Linked DNA regions of Mus musculus: region 1 is linked to region 2. A link is a contact called in public Hi-C data. All regions are on one chromosome and are shown on one strand. The core of a region is the stretch at or near the end of the contact, and the rest is flanking DNA. Distances in the headings are between cores, read along the strand shown. Region 1 overlaps Gm13990 (a long non-coding RNA gene). Region 2 has its middle 290 kb from the start of 2810405F15Rik.

Evidence for each region. Hi-C and Micro-C count contacts between places; a contact is called where the count stands out from the background.
Region 1: a contact with region 2 is called in a Hi-C map of myocytes, with 3 times the contacts expected there. The contact joins two enhancer-like sites. A contact is called at or near these places in 1 of 484 Hi-C or Micro-C datasets (myocytes) and 1 of 9 other capture datasets (embryonic tail).

Annotation. Positions count from the first base shown.
Region 1 is chr2:116,811,897-116,814,596 of GRCm38.p6, forward strand. All of the region lies in intron 3 of Gm13990 (a long non-coding RNA gene), which reads right to left. Among named protein-coding and RNA genes, the nearest start is that of Gm13990, 65 kb to the right of the region's middle. Within about 2 kb of position 1,320, at least 15 of the 459 cell types and tissues checked have an H3K27ac peak or open chromatin away from gene starts, as enhancers often do. A contact at or near this core is called in myocytes, where this site is marked.
Region 2 is chr2:116,367,665-116,370,364 of GRCm38.p6, forward strand. No RefSeq gene overlaps it. Among named protein-coding and RNA genes, the nearest start is that of 2810405F15Rik, 290 kb to the left of the region's middle. Within about 2 kb of position 1,332, at least 5 of the 459 cell types and tissues checked have an H3K27ac peak or open chromatin away from gene starts, as enhancers often do. A contact at or near this core is called in myocytes, where this site is marked.

The DNA.
Region 1 (2,700 bases), core at 70-2,569, 440 kb after region 2:
TCAGTTTGCTTTTGTGGAGACACTGAGAATAAATGGGTTGGGAAGCTCACCATCTATATCATGTGCAATAAATTATACTTTGCTGAAATGTTGCCTCGCTAAAATATGCTAAGAAAGCTGTGAACAATATTTACAAATAGTTCAGATGTCACAACAAAACACCCACCACTCACGCAGTCTCACACTTTGCTATGATAAACGTGGTAATAGAGGGTACCCTGTTCAACATTAGGGAAATATTCTTTACTGAGAAATAATTGGGGGGAGTTCTTTAAATTGATAGAAAATCCTCTCTCTCTCCCTCTCTCCCTCTCTCCCTCTCTCCCTCTCTCCCTCTCCTTCCCTCCCTAAGAGTCTGCTTTCTCACCTGGCCTGGCAGCTGGCTTACTCTGCTCCCCACCCCTGCTCACACAACAGGCTCTAGTATCTCTATTTGGATACATGATTCATTTCTTGAGAAGGCAGCAAACTTTGTTTCTTGAGGTCCTGAACCACTAAGCAGTTTCAACACTTGTGCAAACTAATGAATGTTGTATCACTTTGGGAAAGGAATGACCTCAGCCAGGTCATTTACCCCACCCCCACAACCCCCACTACCCCCACCCACCCCCAAGCCAATTGACCTAGCTGAGGACAACACTGGCTAAAGCAGATGTGCTCACTGGGGGGAATGCTGGAAATGGAGATGTCTCCTTAGCCTGTAAGAAGAAACACAGAGAGGGATCTCCATTTTCTCACAGTCTGCCCACTGGGACATCCCATTTAATTTTAAGGCAAGGCAAACCTGAGAAAGAGCTGTGTCTCCAGCATACTATCTGGGAACAATGTCTATCTGCTGGGAGGAAAAGAACAAACCAAAAAACAGTCAGTGTCCAAGGGAAGGATATCCCAAGTAGGCTTAAACAGTGTCTCAAGCTAAGTGAGAGACAGACGGCTTCCCCCAGTTTATAGGAGGGATCAGAAGTGGTACACCGAGAGGATTCAAAAGTTTTTCTATTCAACTGTTCTTGACTTCGTTTATAAATAAACATGAACTGCCATACGCTGGTGTTCAGGACATCTTGTACTACACCTTCTTAACACGTTTTGCCTATACAGAGAATCAATTAAATTGTGTGTGTGTGTGTGTGTGTGTGTGTGTGTGTCTGTGTGTGTGTGTGTGTGTAATGATGAGCATATAAAATGAATCACTTTTTTTTTCCAAAGAGGAAATGAAATGTTAAAGGAAGGCCTCTGGTTTGTTAGCTCACTAGCAGCTGTTCTGCGGCTTACAAACCAAAACCTCTGTTATTGGATGCCGTGGGTGGTGCTTAGTTAAACTGACCCTGCACTCAAAACCTGAAAATGAAGCTTTGGTTCCTAATGGGCCCTGCTGCTGGCCCCGCCCCCTCAGCTGCCTTTTTGGCAGAGCAAGTACAGCCACGGAGGAGAATCAGGTGGAAAATAAATATGTTTACTTACTATCAAAACACCTTTCAAGTCCAATACACATTTTTGTTCTATTAATGCCAACACAAATGTGCAGGCACTGTAGCTGGGGTCGCTTTAAAATATAGCTAGACAGAACGATTAAAATAATCTGCTTTCCCTCTGCCAAATTCCTGCCTGTGGGGAGCAATTAAACCTGCCTTCTGCACGTTCAAATACCGAATGGGAAGCGAATGTTGCATCTTTGCTACTTAGACAAGTGTAATTCCGATGGAAAGATTTATCAACAACTCACAGGCAGTTCCAGGGTTTGGTTTTGTTTGTCAAACAGCACACTCTCACGCTGCATCTGGACTCTGTTACACACTCGTGGGACAGGAATCCCCAGAGAGGGGTGCTCACTTGGGCCAGTGAGCAAACAAGTAAACTCACACAGAGAGAAGGCAGCTTTAAACAAATAAACCCCTCTGTTTGAGACTAAACATGTGTAACACTAGCCAAAACTACAATCAAACAACCAAAGAGCAATGTTATTACGGCTCTAGAGCAAGTCAACGTGAAACTGAATCACCGATGCCCGTAAATGGAAATTTTACAGGTGAATTTATTCTTCTGACACCATGAGAAATGACCAAAGGTTTGCTATATGATTTGTTTTTATAAGTCAGTATTTAAGGGTATCTGAAGTTAATAACAGAATGACAAACTCTGAGTGAAGGGTGATTCTATAAAATTTGGTGCTGGATGTTTTTAACTTTTAGGTCTACTTTCTTTTTCTTCTCCATTCCGAATTTCCTGTGCACAGGCTTGTGATTGCTAGACGAGAAACAGTTGACCCTGTGATCTCTCTGCCCCAGTTATGAGTGTCCACGCCACTGCCTGCCTCGACTGATCTCTCTGGTGTGACATTTCAGCTTTGGCCTGTGTCCTCATCAGCCTCTAAGCCAGACTCTAGGCAGTGGTCTTTCTGGGACACAATTAAACTCCTAGTTAACTACTAAGTTGCTCAGTGCTGGAGCAGGTCACAACTAAATGCCCAGCCCCACCCCCACCCCCACCCCCATCCCCTACACCACACTCCCCACACCACACCCCCCATGCCCCCCAAACCCCCTATGTCTTTCTTTTTGCTTCAAACAAAGCAGATGTCTTACATTCTGTGGGGCTGTGTGTAATCTATTTTGGCTTTGCAATTAAGCAACTACATATTTAGCATGTCTCGGGACATTTTGTCCTTGTTTTACCCTCAAGGCAAATGTACCATTCAAGTAT
Region 2 (2,700 bases), core at 82-2,581:
TCACATAAATAGATCTTTAAGGTGATTAAGAGCCCCAAATTAATATTCTTGAGGTCTGTATTCTTGTGTACTTCCTGTTCATATGGCACTGAGAGTCATTTATTCTCTTTGATTTCCAGTTCATTTTTGTATGAAACCTTGGCTTTGTAGAAAGTATTTTAAAGTAATTTATTTAAAACACTTAGTCTAGGACTGAGTGCTTCAAAGTCCAGTTTGTCCACTTGCCCAGTTGTAGGTTTTGTATGAGTTCCCATTTATTCCAAGAAACAGCTTCTCTGATAAAGGTTGAGCAAGACACTGATGTGTAAATTTCAGACCTTATTTTTCTTAACAGCTAAGTAATATTCCATTGGCCAAATGTGCCACATTTTTTATTATCCATTTATCAGTGGGTTGACATCTGGGCTGTTTTCAATGTTTCAGTATCATGCATAAGGCAGTAATGAATATGAATAAGCAAGTGTCTCAACCTGGTCAGGTTCAAAGCAGACACGATCTCAGCACTGAGAGGAGGACGTCGACACAGGCTCTTAGTCCTAGTCAGGAAATTATTTGCAATTGATATCTGTTGGCAAATGGAAAATTAATTTCCACTACTGGAGTGTCTCTAGGTATATCAATCATGGTTCAGGGCAGGCCCCATGCCTAATAGTAGTTAAAGAACACAAAATGAACTAGATGTTTTTTACGAGTGACTTTTGTTTCATTTTGCAGTGTGTGTGTGTGTGTGTGTGTGTGTGTGTGTGTGTGTGTGTGTGTGTGTGTGTCTGTGGTCTGTGTCTGTGTTTTATTGGATTTTTTTGCTTGCATTTTTGATTTTGGGAGGTGGGTCATGAAGTTGGATGGACAGGTAAGTGGGGAGGATTTGGCAGAAGTTTTGGCAGGGAATAACACCATCAGAATATAGTTTATGAAAATTTTTAAATAAGAGAAACATTTAGTCTAACAAGGCCTCAAGTATTAAGTTATCAAAGACGTAATTGGTAATAAGTGTGTCATTCAGGAGGACCCCAAAATGATTTCAACCATGATCTAACCCTGGTGAAAACCCAGTGTTGTTCTGCCCAGTCTCTTCAGATTCTCTTTCTGGAGACATGACTTCTGCTATTCAGAGTTAAACGGACAACCATCATGCTAAATACTGTATCGTCCTCTGATCACATTTGAATGTCAGAGGAGTGAAGATCTGCCCAGGCTAGGCCAGCTTTCTTGGGAACTGCACTTGAGACCAAGAGATTTCAATTCTATCCTCTGTATTCTTGAGTAGGCATGACATCAACTGGAGAGCGACCAGTGGTGTTTATTTTCAACTCTGTGGGCTGAGAATAGAGACAGCTGCTCTATGGTGACAACAAAGAGCAAAGCAGGTGCAGAAATGCAGTGGAGGGGAGAGACATAAGCAGACCTACAAAACTTCTAGTCAGCTTAGTCTTGCACACAGTCCTTCATGAGAATGGGCCATATTCTAGGCTGCATTGTGGATGCTGTCCTTACAGTTTACATAGAACAAATCAACGCCCCCCTTTTTTTCCTGAGCATAGTTAAAAAAGTTCTGTTACTTGCAATTTAACTAATTTTGGCTTAGTCCTTAAACTTGTCATCTCTATGGTAGGGGAAACAGCTGTGCAGCAATTGTCTACACTGTAAGCCACTGTTAAAGACCAAAGGAAAGAGAACAACTAACTGTGTTCACAAAACTTAACACGTGAGGAGGGCAGATGAGAGAGGGAGACAAAGTAGCCATCTTTAGGAAGAGACTCATTCAAGGACAAAAACACAAATGAAAGAGAACATTCCATCAAGGAGACTGCATGTGGATTAGTGGTTGGAAAAGTAACCTTTTGCTTTGCGGGATTGAATTATTTTCAGTTGTGAACATGTTTTAGGAATATGAGATGAGCAGGATGGGGATCAGCAATGACCCTGATGTAGGGAGACCTGGCTGGACTCCGTGTGTCAGGGGTCACCAGTGACACACTGGTGAGTTCATGTAGATGCTTTGCAATTGGTTTCCAACATCAGAAAGGAAGATGCAGACTTCACTGGCTCCTCCACACTTCTTTTCAGCTCAACATTCTGAGTTTATAACTAGAACATGGAAACTTTGTCATTGCTGACAAAGCATTTCTGCTAGGTTTGACTGTGGCAATGATTTAATTTAGATATGTTTCCTCTTCTGTCAAAATAGTGTGATATGATGTATGCTACACTGAAGAAGTCTTGTCCCGAGCATTTATTTTATAAGGCAGAGAACTGAGATAGTGAATGTCACTAAGTAGCAACGGACCTGAGCCTGAACTAGTAAGGTTTTGGACATTTTACTTTTTCCGTATAGGCAGTGGGCCCAAAGAAATTAGAATATCCGATTATTGCAAGGATAATGAATGATTGTTTTCTCTGGAAAACAGAGATCACTGAAAATGGAAACTGAAAATATTTCTTGTCAGGTTATCTCCAAAAATGTTTTTGATAAACTCTATCTCTATTTAAAAACATAGAAACAGTAATTAAAGTGCATTTCTTTCACACATCATCTTATTCTCTTCCTTCTTCTGCCTTTGCATATAAGAATGGGAAGTTGATGTAATTTGATTTATACTATATACCACGATGATAATTTGGTAATGTGATTGTTGAAGTTCCTTTTGTTTGTAAGCTTGTGGGATCATATGATATGAAGTGTTATGAATTGAACACATC